Regions from separate parts of the Oryctolagus cuniculus genome. Here region 1 is linked to region 2. A link is a contact called in public Hi-C data. All regions are on one chromosome and are shown on one strand. Each heading gives the region's core, a stretch centred on a gene start, on an enhancer-like site or on the middle of the called end of the contact. The rest is flanking DNA. Distances are from core to core; before and after follow the strand shown.

The links. Hi-C and Micro-C count contacts between places; a contact is called where the count stands out from the background.
Region 1: a contact with region 2 is called in a Hi-C map of skin fibroblasts, with 2.3 times the contacts expected there. The contact joins the promoter of LOC127483561 here to the enhancer-like site in region 2. A contact is called at or near these places in 2 of 6 Hi-C or Micro-C datasets (skin fibroblasts and an unstated tissue).

What each region holds. Positions count from the first base shown.
Region 1 is chr13:48,557,047-48,564,051 of mOryCun1.1, forward strand. It overlaps LOC127483561 (potassium/sodium hyperpolarization-activated cyclic nucleotide-gated channel 2), which reads right to left and starts at 5,001. Exons shown (of 2, transcript XM_051821448.2): 1 at 4,624-5,001; 2 at 3,639-4,508. The coding sequence starts at 5,001. The coding sequence ends at 4,383. It overlaps COMMD3 (COMM domain containing 3), which reads left to right and starts at 4,968. Exons shown (of 8, transcript XM_008268283.4): 1 at 4,968-5,200; 2 at 6,503-6,614; 3 at 6,722-6,785; 4 at 6,881-6,915. The coding sequence starts at 5,062.
Region 2 is chr13:48,496,216-48,503,492 of mOryCun1.1, forward strand. No RefSeq gene overlaps it. Among named protein-coding and RNA genes, the nearest start is that of TRNAN-GUU, 21 kb to the left of the region's middle. Within about 2 kb of position 3,411, at least 4 of the 8 cell types and tissues checked have an H3K27ac peak or open chromatin away from gene starts, as enhancers often do.

The DNA of each region.
Region 1 (7,005 bases), core at 3,751-6,250, 62 kb after region 2:
TAGAATAGATGCCAAATCCAGAACCAACAAAGGAAGGGACTCTGCTAGACATTCGGTGCTGCAGCAGCCTAATGTAGGCATCTTGAAGCTGATTAGATTCTGGACAGCACAGATGAGCTTCTGGTCTGTTTCGAGCATTCCTGGGAGGCTCAGTTGAGCCCAGTGCTGCACTAGATTGTGTCAGGGTGGGTACACAGTCAAGAATCTTGCAGTCTCCCTGTGCAGGGAGAAACTAGCCAGCATGCCTTCTTCCCTCACTCTCTCCCTTCCCTTCTTCCTTCTGTCTCTTTCTCTTCCTTCCTCCATCTCTCAATTTAAAAATACACCAGGACAGTCTGTGTACATATGGAAGAATTAAATACATGAGTACTCAACAAAGTGCTCTGGTTTCAACAAACCTATGCTTCCCTTTTACCCTCTTACAGCTAAGCCATGGGTCACTCTGGCTGACACCAGATCAGTGATACAGGAAACTGAAGAGGTGAGCTTCACAATTTCGGTGTAGAAAAAAATAAATCAACTTGCTGTTGAAGTATTATCTGTGTTTACTAACTAAATTGTCTATTTGACAGAATTTATTAGATGATTGATCAGCTCCTAATTTTCACATCAGTTCTCTGATGAAGTAGATATAAGTTATATGATTTAAGGAGTAATCTTGCTTTTTATAATCTATACAAAATATAAGTAAATTGGAATCATTTGAATCATTTACTGAATGTAAAGATGAATGGTGTTTATTTGTCCATGTAGAGAAATATTTCACATAATTCAACCTGTTTTTTTTCCATTAAAAGTTAAATGGAGTATTACTGCTTTCTTATTTCTTAATTCCTGCAACTTTAAATTAAAATTTGCCTGCACCTTTGCCAAATTGTATTTGTTTATTTACATTTCCTCATTTCTTTCTAGATGAAGTCATCACAGTTTTAGCCTGTATGAAACAGATATATCCACTTAACATTAACTGCTTTGCTTAAAAATAGAGGCTCAAACTTCCTAAAGAAAAATTTCAGCATGTTACAGTGAAGCATAAAGGGAAAACATGACTTTTCTGATATGTACAAAATCTCCCTAAAACTAGAGATTGGTTAAATGCAAAGATTTGATATTAAAATTATAAATTTATTCTTAGGAATTCTACTTAGTTTTACAGTTCTCATATTGTGGCTAGTTAGCTAACAAAATCATGGCAGCACTGTTGGTGGTTCCTAAATTTCACTCCAGTAATTCAGGAGTATACTCCTCACCCACATGCTGACTATAGAATTTCTTATTTGCAAACGTTAATTTTAGAGCCCTTAGTTTAGGAAATGCTTTGCTATTTATCTTCTTAAGAAACTTAAGATAGCATGATAATTAGATCTTTCAAAACATTTAATTTACTGTTGTATTTTGATGTTTGATATTTTTCCCTAATATATGAAATTTTTTAAAATGATACTAAATGATGAAAATATTACATATAAACTATACCATTTGCCATTTAATCTAAATGTTTTGAATAAAAGTTCTAGGGGAAAAAATCCAAAATAGTTGTGCAAAAGTGTAAGTGTGAATTTTTAGACAGCACCGTATCATTGGCTTTCAATCTTGTGGGTTCTTTAATGTAATTAGCTTTCACTTTCCCTTACATACTAAGTCACTAACTCCATTGAAATGAATTTGAGTTTTATTTTAAAATCCACATATACAAACGAGTCCATACTATGTGAGGGGAGGAAGACTTGATTTGCCTAAATTAGTTATTGTAACAATGACCATTTAGGAATTATCAGGAATTCGACTCAATGTTTAATTTTTAAAATAAAAGCCCTGCTGTCCCCTTGAATTTGGGGGTCTGACAATGTAGGTGACATGAAACACAATTTGAGACCATGAACTCTGTGATCATGAATGTGCAAAAACTTGACCATTGAAATTACAAGACCTAATTTATGCCTTACTAAGATATCCAATAAAATAAATGCATGAACATATAGGTTTTATAAACTACTGAAATGGTTTTTGACTCATATTCTCAAAGGCCATATTCTCAAAGGTCATTTCATAAACATTTCCCTCAACTGCCCAACTATCGTTAAAACAGCTTGAAAGTAGTAAAGCTCTATTTTCACCAGTAAGTACTGATGAGTAACCATCAAAGAATCAATATGGGTGGGGGAGTAGAGAGGATGGTTTCTTAAAGTATAGGTAGTCTTAAAAATGTTTAAACTTTCTTTTCTTTAAAACGAAGCTGTCTTAAGTTTATTTCATGGATGAAATAAAATACATCCCTTATCTTAGACTGGCATAGTATACATGCCAGTTAAAACTTATGGATATCTCATTTTTTTCTCCACATGGATATTCAAGGAACTCTTTAATCTTAAAGGCATACCTTCCTTGGGCTTTCTTCCCACACAAGTGAAAGCACTTATACATTATAAAAAAAAGATTTTAATTCATAAAACTAACAAATGTAGGAATGAGGCCTTTGGGAAAAGCTGACCACATAGATTCTGTAAAAGTCCCAGCCCATTTTAATGGTAATCACAGTTGGTTTCTAGAAAGAGTTAACTAGCCAGTTCAAAAAATACAATTTATTTAGAAACTCTAAAACATTGTTAAAAATTATCCTTTTGAGTTTTTCAAATAATTTCTAGATTCTCTAAAAGAAAAACAAATTTATCAGCATTCTGCCTTAATATTTACAGTTTATGATACATAATGAACATGAAGATGTCTGATATTTATTTAGTTATTTCAGCTGCACATAATTATACTGTTGAAAGTCTCTTTGAGGCCAAATTTACTCTACTGGCTTTCAGTGGAATTATTAAAATTTTTAATGAAAGTTCCAATGGTTATTTCATTGATCAAAGAAAAAATTTTAAATACTATTTTTCAGAATACGTTCATAGTTTTTCTAACAATATAAAAAGCATTGGTTTTATTGCTGAAACCAAGGGAATCTACATCTGGGTAGTCATGCCTTTTAATGATTATACTTCTATGTATTTCAATAGCTTGTCAAAGACACACATGTTCTACATTTAAACAAATATTTAATCCTGTGCTTCCTTCAAAGGGAGTTGAAATAAATGTACCTGTAGTAGGAAATTTTAGTTTTTTTAGCAGCAGAAAACATTGTGGTTAAAATTTTTGTGAGAGCTGGAAATGTACCCATAACTTGGGCCTAACACATGAATATATTTAGGCAGAAGAGGACAAACATCCTCCAAGAGAAAGTACTTACATATGGGCCAGAGTAACGTGACAGCTATTATGGAAACAATCTTTGTGAATTTCCTAACTTTTATGCACACAAACTCAACCACTTGTGTTCACTTGCCTCTTTTAAAATAACATTTAAAAATCTATGCTCATGGACAAATGCATTCTTTTTTTTACAGTAAATTCTTTAGGATTAGAATAATCAACTCAAATGCTATTAGAGTATTAGTAGTGTTATCCTAGTTCATAAAATATATATGTATATGTAATAAGAATAATGAGTTTTGGTGTTAATATTGTTTAACATTTGCACAACTCTTCCTGTAAAACAGTCCCTAGGTAAATCAGGTATCTTGGTATTTTCAACTGACTTGTCACTGAAGAGAAACAAGGGAATGAGAATGAGAGATGAGAAGAAAATATGAACGTGATGAATAGGTGTTTATTTCAAAAAGACCCCAGGGAGATTCAGGAGCCCCTCGCTGCTGTGTGTGTTCCTTCTGCGGGAAGAGCTCGTGCACGCGCCTTTCAAAGCTTCCAGAGCAGGACGGAGCAAAGTTCCTGCAGCTGTTCCTGATGTTAATCACCCCACTAGGACACGAGGTGCTCTCCGCGTGCTGGGGCAAGGTTGGACGTTGACTATATGCGTTAAAAACGCGTGTTTGCAAATATATATAAGTCAATTACGCCAGAGAAAGCTTCACCTTGAGCTCACGTAGTCAACCACCGCTCCTGTAGAGCCAAACAACTTTCTCGTCCATAGCCTTTCCCTCCGTCCCTCAACAACGCGCACATTTTACTTTTCAAGTTCTTTTGCTGGAAAATGCCTCATCTACTTTGCTTCGCGGGTTCTTTCTTCTTCGTTTTGAAGAATCTTTCTGGTTCTCCAAACCAACTTCGTAGTAGAAGAGGGGAAGTTAAACTTTATTGAATCTTTGAAGTGATGGCTATTGGAAACAGTAATTCACTTCTAATAAAGATCCTGCCATTCCCAACTGTACTGATAGCCATCTAATGTATTTATCAAGATTCTATTAAGTCATTAAAACCGGACCCACGGCTGCAATGCACAAAATTTTTATCTCCGTTTGCTTTTGAAAAGTATTTGTAGCGGCATAGATGATTTTTAAGCATCCTATGAAATATATCCATCAAGAAGATGATTTTTAAGCATTCTTGTCAAGTGTCTCCCAACAGCTGAGCTGGAGTGCGTTCACGCGCTCACTGTGTGCATGCGTGCGTGTGCAAACACACACCACGTAGTAAGGACTACTGCCGTATTCCAGAAACGGCTAAGAAAAGGTAAGAATAAACCAGAATTGTATGACTAGATTTCCAGTCTCGGGCGAAAGGGCAGTGCTGCGCAGTTAACCTAGTTAACACCCCCCCACACACCCCCACACACACCCCAGTTGCCTTAAATCGGAGTTTCCCGCAGGATTTCGCGCTGAGGGAGCAGCGGGGAGGCTCGGTTTGCGGGTTGGTGGGGACTGGGTCCTGGATCCCGACACCTCCCACCACTTCCCCGGGGTCTCTCCGGGAACGGAGCCGGCGAGCGCCGAGGGGAGGAGACAGCGCGCGGCGCGTCCACAATGCGCCCATGGCCGCCCCTCTCGCCGAGCCGCCGCCGCTCCCGCGGAGGGAACTGCTAGGCGGAAGCGGCGGCGGGCGGCGGCGGCGGGGGGCGCGGGGCGGCGGCGCGGGCCGGGAAGCCGCCCGGGAGGTCACCGGGGAGGCCCCGCAGCCCGCGCCGCCACCCCGGCCCGCGTGCGCGCGCGGCCGCATCAGCTGAGCGCGCGGCGGGTGTCACGTGGTGCGCGTGTCGAAGGTCACGGCGCGCTCACAATGGAGCTCTCGGAGTATGTGCAGAAAGGCTTCCAGATGCTGGCGGATCCCGGCTCCTTCGACTCCAACGCCTTCACGCTTCTCCTCCGGGCGGCGTTCCAGAGCCTGCTGGACGCCCAGGCGGACGAGGCCGTGTTAGGTAAGCCGCTCGGCTTTGAGCTGGACCGGCCTGGGTGGAGGGGCGCTCCAAGAAGAGGAGCTAGACCGAGCGAGCGGGGGAGAGCCCCGGGAAGAGGAAGTCTCCGGGCTTTGCCCTTCGCTCCGGACGGAGTGTGGGGACGTGGCTCTGCTGGGACCCAGAGCGGACTCTGAGCATTGTTCTGGCCACACTTGGCACCTGCACAGAGCCAGCCACACGTTCCTCGCCTGATTTCCCACCCGGTCTCTTTGTTCCTTTGTAAAGCCCGTGTTCCAGCCTTGTTTGTGGCCTAAACATCTAAGGTTTTCAGCCTGGTGTGAGCTGGCGGCTGTTTTGACACTTGGACTTCATCAGGGGCGCTCCCAGCAATTCAGGCTTCTTGGGCTAGGCTGGCAAACGTTTAAAAGGGACTGTTTCCGAAGTAATTACTGGCTCGAATAGTGTTGACAACTTCCAACCTAGAGAATACCTCTGGCTGCTAGGATCGCTGCAGCCCTCTAGTTCAGTGTGTTGTACCCCGGTTCTACTCCTAAGACATGAAAGTGGGGTGCGTAGTGCTTTGTCCCGCACCCCTTACCTGGAGGCGAGCCTCTCAAGCGACCTGGTCAGTGAATGTCAGTGCGGAGTGAAAGCATTTTAAGACAGATAGCTTTTAGATAATTTTGTTAAATATCAGTATCCCTAAAATTCAAGATTTTGCCTTTTTCTGTAGTACATGAATTAGACACTTGCACAGAAACATCTGAAAGTGGAAGTTCTTTAAACGAAAATAGTAACCGCCACCTGGGTTCATCTCAAAAATCACGTGGCTATCAAAGCCTGAAAATATTGATAGGATTTTGAAATTTGCATTTTGTATTCTGAACTCATGCCCTCTCTTCCACTTCTTGGTGTGTCCACAGAGCCAGATACCCTAAAATTGATAATTTCTAAAGCAAAAATATTCATTCTGAAATTTATACTGTGTAACATACCTATTTCCTTGTTCCTTTTAATTTATTCTATCCAGTGTTAGAAGGACCACTGTTATTTTTTTCTTTGGAGTGATAATGTCTTTTGGAAATAATAAAAATATTAAGGAAAAATAATTGAAACCAGATAACAGAATTATTGATGTTTACTGTTTTGAAGTTGATTTTGTTGCTAATCTCATTTACTTAGAATTGGCACTCCTTTTATTTGAATTCTCTTTGTTATCTTGCTAAAAAGAGGTTTTTACCCGAATTAAAATATCCTCTTTATGGAACCTACAATAAAGAATTTTTCTTAATTATCACTGTCCTCACTGGCAATTTGTTTTAGATCACCCAGATTTGAAACATATTGACCCAGTGGTTCTAAAACATTGTCATGCAGCAGCTGCAACTTACATACTGGAGGCGGGAAAGCACCGAGTTGACAAATCAACTCTGAGGTACAGAATTTATTTAAATATCCATTTATTTTCAAATAGTACCTTTATTATTCCAATCTCAGTTCTGAAAATGGAAACTGAACTTTGGCTTCCCTTCTGCTACACAGCTCTTACCTAGAAGACTGTAAATTTGACAGAGAGCGAATAGACCTGTTTTGCACGGAATATCAGGTTACTTACTTTATACTTTTAAATTAACGATTACTGTTTTTCTTCTGCTCTGTTTGCAAAGACGTATTCTCTTTCTTTTTTTTCTCCCTCCCCAGAATAATAAGAATTCCCTAGAAATCCTACTGGGAAGGTAGGTTCTGTGTAAGGTGTCCAGCTGAGGCACTTTTCACTTGCAGGTATGAATGGAGAGTGCTAGGCTCAAACAAAACAGGGCAGGAAA
Region 2 (7,277 bases), core at 2,161-4,660:
ATTATATAAGAATAAATTCTCTTGTACAAGAGTATTTCAAAAAGTCACTGGAAAATGGAATGTAAAAATATTTATTGTGGTCCAAAAATATTTTGAAATCTATGCATACTGGGGCTTTCAAAAGGTTCATGGAAATGCATTTTACGAAAAAACTGTGAATGGATTTTTCAAAATTTTTGCACCAAAATAAACATATTTTAATTCCATTTTCCATGAACTTTGTGAATTACTCTCATACATATTCATAGTTCCTGTTCTTCTCATTAAATCTACTGAGAAAACAAACAAGCTAACACCAGAGAGACATGAAACTAGGGAAATCTCTGCTGTGAACACGGCATAACAGTCAAACACTACACAAGAAGAGCACCAGGGAATGCTGTTTGCTTTGCCATCATATATGTGAACACCATTTTACAAGATTATTATTGACTAAGAAAGAAATGAGTCATCTGTTTGTTTTTTGGACTGGAAGTTGATGTTAGAGATTTTTAAATAAATTCTAACAAGCTTGTAAAAAAGTACAAAGAACAAAAGTGTCAACATCTTGCCATAGTTGCCTCTGATCTTTTTATAAAGAATTGACCCCCACCCAGGGACCCTTTCCTATTTTCCCTCCTTCCTTCTTCCCTTCTCTCCAAAAGGAAATCACTTTTTTTGAAGTCCATATGTATCTTTCCTGTTAACAGTTCTATGCTTTTACTTCATGCGTGTATATCCTTATCCACATCTTTTACTTATAATGTTCTTGATACATAAATTATTAAATTCTTTCACATAAGTAATTTATACCTTCTGAATGTTAATCCTTTGTTGGGTGCTTGCCTTAAAATATCTTCTCAATTTATCTTGTAACTTTTTATTTAGTCATATAAAAGTATTTAGAAAATAAAAGTATTTATCATTTCCTCTATGGATTGTGCTGAAGAAATTCTTCCCCACTCCAAGGCCATGAAGAAGTTCTACATTTTCTTCCAATAATTAAACAGTTCTTTGTTTCTCTAGGTTTTTAGTTTATCTGAAATTTAACCTGTGAGGTGAAGGCAGGTACCTAGCTGTAGTTTGTTTCATAGGCATGTTTTTCAATGAGAGAAAATATAAAAGGATTAAGCAGTCTTTATAATCGGTAAACTCCTTCATAACAGACATTAAGATGTATACCCACCTCGTCAACACCCTGCTTCAATGAGATATGAATATCTTTGGCATTCAATACATATATTTTGGATAAATAATCCTTTTTCCAACTCCCCTCTCCATTGCTTGGAGTATGTACAAAGTTGCCCATCTAAAAATAATCCGAGATGTGCTTAATTTATCCTCTCTGAGTAGGAACTAATACCTCAACAGGATTAACTTTATATAAGTTCTGAATCACTCCAATTAAACTGGAGGATGTTAGTGACTTCCGTGCTTTGCCCATTTTTAGAAAGTTCATCTGGGAGGGAAAAAACCACCAGTTCATCAAGTTAGATGCATTTTACTTGTTCATCTACCAGAAGAAGTACTTCACACAGAAGTATAGGGGCCTGGGTTAGAATCACATTTTAACAGGTTTTTTGGGGGAGGGGGACTTTTACAAATCAACTGTTTGAGCCATAGGAATACCTGTATGAAACTCAGTGTAACAAGCCTGCTTCGCAGGCACCAATTCCAGAGCTAGGCATTTAATAAGGCCTAGTTGCGCTGGCTGGGTTCTTTCTCCTCTCATAAAGAAAGAGTCTGAAGATAAGTTCTATTTGTGACCTAACTTTAATAAGGGCAATTAAAGAAAGCCAAGGAAGGTGATTTTTTGAAGGAAAACTTCAATGGTTCTTTCCCTGCAAACACGACCCTAATATATTTAAAAAAAAAAAAAAAAAGTCACCTTACAAAATTCTGGTCTTTTCGGATCATTCCAGGAACGTGAGAGTCACCTGAGGGATGAACAGTTTTTGGTTTTTTTTTTTTTTTTCTTTTTTTTCCTGGAGGCTATGGCTGTGGCGGCCACGGCGAGGAGGTAAAACAAGCCAGAAGGCTGTGAGAACGCACTGGTCAGGTGTCAAGAAAGTGAAATACAGTTAGTTTAAAAAAACAACTTGGGAAGCAAAACCATTTTCTTTTCCAACACTGCAGGTGGACCCAGCTTCTCACGAACACTGAGAGAGGTCAGAGGATGAGTGGCTGTGTCTCTTTATGAGGAAGAGTGTCTCCTTTTAGCTGGCTCTCTGAAAGAACCGAAGCCGAGCCTGCCCCGCCGGAGAGCGAGCGTCTCCAGCAGAGTGAGCTCCAGTAGGAAACCCCGCCGTTTCTCCTGAATGTAGCAACCCATTTCCCATCCTTCCACAGGCTGGCAAGCGCTTGGAGACCTTGAACTATCCCAGAACCGCAATTTGGGGATGTTTTGTATCGAAAAAGTATCAGTCTTTTTTGAAAAAGTTCATCTTTAGAAAACAAAGAAGAAGGAAAGAAAGGGGGCGGGGGTGTGTCGCGGTCAGCCCTGATGTAAAAGAAAGCGCTAATTTTCTGACCTTTTAGCCTTAAAGAAGTTAACTATCTTCGTGTCTGGGTGTAACCTCTGTTCAAAAGAAAACAAGCAACACGAACAGTGCCGTCTTCTTCGTAGGCTTCTCTCAAAAGCTTCATTGGAAGTACGCTAGGGAAACGTACATCCAGTGCACATCCGCATCTATCCTAAGCTTTAAAAAACCAACCAGCCAACCAATCAACAAAAAAGGGCACGGACCTCAGCATCAAACCCGAGCCTCCTCCAGGGCCTGTGCGCTCGGCTGGCGGCCCCGCGCCGCCCGCGGCCCGGGAGCTGCCCGGCGGGTGATGCAAGACGCCAGGCGCGCAGCTGCTTAAAGCAGGTTCTCGAGTCTAAAGGAACACCTTCCTTACCAGAGCAGCCCTCGCCCCTGGCCTCGCCATCCCCGCCGTCCCCGCCCGCGCCTCCACTCGGAAAAGTGGGACGGGCGGGGGAGCGCGAGACCAGAAAGGGAACCGAGGAGAAGAGCGCCTGCGACACAAAATGGAGAAAGAGGAACCGAGAGGGGAGACAGTCGGGGAACGGAGGGTGCCAGTGAGGGCAGCAGAGGGGCGTGAGGTGGGGAACAGCAGGGGCAGCGCCCGGGAGGCGGAGGCCAGAGGACCAGGAGGAGGGGGCCGGGGTCCGGAGCAGAGGAAACAGCAAGACGCTCTGGATTTCAGCAGCGCCATATTCGCTTTTGCTTTCGCCGCTTTTTTGTTTGGTTTTGTTCGCAGCCGGTGGACAGGCGCCAGCACATTTCTGCAGCTTCAGCAGCGCGGGTCCGACAGCTGGGAAGGGCCGGCGGGGCCCTGGCGGGGGACGGGCGCCTATGCCCCGGCCCTTGGAGCCCCCTCCCCGGCCTGACCCCTTGCGCACGCCGCCCTCCGCACGCTCGTCTCGGCCGCGAGCGGGCCTGCACCTCGGGGCTGCCCGGAAGGAGCGCCTCGCGCGCCGGCCCGCCGCAGCCCCCGCGAGCACCTCGCCCCGAATTGCGCCCTTGGTGTTGGTGGGCGCGCGGGCCACGCGGGTGGGCATCAGCGAAGGAACCGGAAACAAAAAACAAAAACAAAAAACGAACTCAATCCGTGGGGAACGAGGAGAGGGCGCGCACCGGGGGGAGGGGGGGATTTTGGCAGGGGAGCCCAAAAATAGAGCCTTCCTGGAGGTAGCCGTGCCCGCTGGGCCGCCGCCACCTGCTCGGGGCTGTCCCTCGCGGCGCCCCAGGTCCGGGCTCGGCCGGGAGCCCCAGGAGGGTCGGGAGGGACGCGAGGGATGGGTTCTCTCCTGCAGGCGGCCGAGGCATCGGTCTTGCCCGGGTGACTCTCAGCGATTTAGGCGCGGCCGGGCTCTCGGGGCTCCTTCAGAGAAGCGCTTCACCGCCCAGAAATTCAGGGCCTCTCACCCCCGACGTCCCCGCGCTGGCTCCTGTCGCGTCTCTCCTCTGCCCTTGGTGGGTGTCAAGCACGCCCCAAAGGAACTCTTGTCCCTGTCCTTTCCCTTGCAATTGGCAGCATCCATTGCTCAGCCAAGACCCCGCGGGAAAAACGGAGGGTCTCCCCGGCTCTGGGCTCCCGCCCCAGCCGCCGGGCGGCGAGGAGGCAGGCGCGAAGGAGGCGCGGAGGGGCGAGCCGTGGCGCCGTCGGGTTTCCCGCACGCCGCCGGTCGGGACCGCCGGCGCCCTCGCTCCTAGGCGTTCCCATCTCGGCCCCACGGAGGCGTCTTGCCCGGGGTTCTGGCCGGAGCAGAGCAGTGGAGCGTGTCGAGGTAGGTGCTCAGGGCGCGCCGTGGGGGCCGAGCGCTTGGTGGATGGAAACGTCGAGTTCGCACTCGTGTGTCCCACCTGAGCACCCCGGCCTCTCTTCCCGGCCACCTCTGACGCCTCAGCCCTGAGTGCGTCGCCGGGTCCCGGAGCGTCCCGAGCCGTACAGACCCGGGAATCCATCCAAAGCGCCACTTCAAACGGCCTCGTCGAAGCTCGCCCGGCGCTGGCGGCCGCGCCCTGAAGCCCAACCTGCGCGCCCCGGACGGCGCGTGGCCACCTGCGGCCCGGCGCTGGACGCCGCAGCCTGGCGATCTTAGGACTACTTCATTATTAAGTGGCCCTTGGATTTTCAAATGGCATGTAGATTATTTTCAGTAGTTCATTCCTTATTTGTCTTTATTTCTTTTTTCAGACTGCAGATTTCCACAAGGAGAACAGATCATTTCCCAAATAGGAATACATAAGGAAGACAAATATCTTTTATTCTTCTATTGGGAAAGTTGCATTTTTGAAAAGCAGGTTTCAAGATACTTGGGGATCAAAATCTTTTTCCTAAATGAAGAGTCAGTGACTAAGTTCAGACATTGGTCTTGACATTTTAGTTAAGGTGATCTTTTTTCCTGTTTTGTGTGTGTGTGTGAGTGTGTGTGGGTGTGGGTGTGGGTGTGTGGGTGGGTGTGTGAAATGCTCAAAATCTAAATTTCAAAGTAAGAGGGCCATGTGATTGCCTGAGAATATTCCACAAAATTAAAATCTAAAAATAGTGGCAAGCTGTAGGGCCTAGCTCACACATCAGGTCCCAGCTTCTGTTTCTGAAACAGAGGAAAGGGGCTATAAGAGATTTTGGAATTAAAGTATTAACAGCTGGGACAGACATCTATCATTTGACAATACATGAAATTTCCAATTGAGCACTGCCTGTCAATAGGCTTTTGTGCTCCTCTCCTTTACAGGAAAGTTTACAATTCACTAACTAGGCTTCTTTTAATCTCCTCAAAAAGTTTTAAATATTACAAGCCTTAAAACCATTTAGAAAAGAGCATTTTTGGCAGCCAAATGCAAGAGTAAATAAGGCTTAGGCTACTGTCTCATCTCTGAAGGATTACTTCCTTCTGAAATAACTGCTGAGAATTACACCTGGCTGGGTATCCTATTCACCCTTAAATCTGGCCATTGAATGCAACTAATTAGGGATGAAGGCCTACTTTTTGTTTTTAATCATTGCAAAGCATTTAACAAGGAAACCTGGACTTCTTTTCATGAAGCCTTGTACTGATCACTTTCCAATGCAGAACAAAGGTCACCTCATTGATGGATGCCACTTCTAGCAAGTCATGTGTTGAAAATGGTTAGGTAAGAAGCAGTGCAGAAAGAAAATCATCTCTGTCTGATAGTTTCACCATGTAGAAGAAATCAGGCATACCACTGCTCTCTTTGGAATAATAGAAGCAGAATTTTAAGTAGAGTTCTTATTCAAAACTCATTTAGAAAGACAGGCAATATAAATTGTCCTCAGAGCAAATATTTTGGCAAAAATTTAGGAACACAAAAACTAATTCATAAATGTTTAGAATATGATAGTCAATTTATAAAACACTCAATCTATGCAAAACTGTATGATTATTGTTTTTAACATGACCTGTTTGTCCATATGGTATTCAAAAATCTTAATATTGATAACTATTAATAATCTTTAAGGCAATTCTCTATATTTAGAACTATCTGCTTTTTTACTTCACAATTGCTGTAACCCTCTGTAATATATTAAGGGTATAATTTTTATTTCTATTATGAATATCTAAAACTACAACTATCTGCATTTTTGACATTTTTTAAGAAGTACACTTCCTTATACTCCAGATATTGTCATACTTTAACACAGACTATATTCAGATATTTCATTCTAATAGATCCCAAATGTAAATGCCTAAGAAACATACAATCACAGGAATCAGAAAGAAATTTTATTAGAGTTCTATTGGTATTTTATGAACATCAATTAAAAACTTAAGTAATTTTCCAGTTAAGACCTTGATTTTGTACCAAAGTATGAAAAAGTAACACAATGTACATTCTCTAGCAACCACTTCCCAATCCATTGCTTTATTAGATAATCCTTTGTTTGTATCTACTTGATACCAAGTCTTATTAAGCACTTAATGACATGAGATATTTTCTTTATCCTTTTAATATTTATTATTTCTTAATTGTTTGAGAAATTGATATAGTTCCAAGATGTTGACAACTTAAATCTAAAATTAAAATAAACACTGGCATCCACTTAACAAATATATAGAATTTATTGAAGTCCAAGGTCACCTGAGCAATGAATGTGTTGAAAAGAAACACTGATATACAGGAAGTTCAAGAGTTACAACTCTCTCTCTGTTAACTGGAAATTCGGGAGTAGTGTTCTCTTTTTTCAATTTTAAGATTATCTCTTGCTTTAGGAGAGCTGCAGCTGATGGCAAACATCCTAGGAAACTTTGCTGGCAGTGGTTGTAGGGGTGTCAGGAGGTATTAAGGTGATCCTACAGCTTTTGTTATCTATATGTTGGTTTGAAAATAGTTTTCATTTTCAACTAAATATTTGGAAATATGCTCAATGCCTTTGAAAATTTCTTAGGTCATTGTAAAGACCTTAAAATAGAAGTGCAAAAGAACATAGATCAGCTAAAATGTTAAATTTTTCATGCCACAGAAAAAAGTTTTATATAAGTCATTGATCTTCAATAATATTAATGAAAATTATGTGCAGTGTTAGAGAAAAGTTACATAGTCATATTGCTGAATGAGAACGTATTGCTACCATAAATATTTCACAAAAGTCAGTCATCTTTTATAGTGCTTTTGAACATTTTTAAATGCTGTTTTAAATTCTTTAGTATAGCACAACTGTTCTGAATTGAATTGTTTTTAAACATATAGAATATCAGTTGATTTTGTACATTAGGAATAAGAAGAAACCACTGGAATTTTTGATTACTAACAAGGGTCTAAACACAA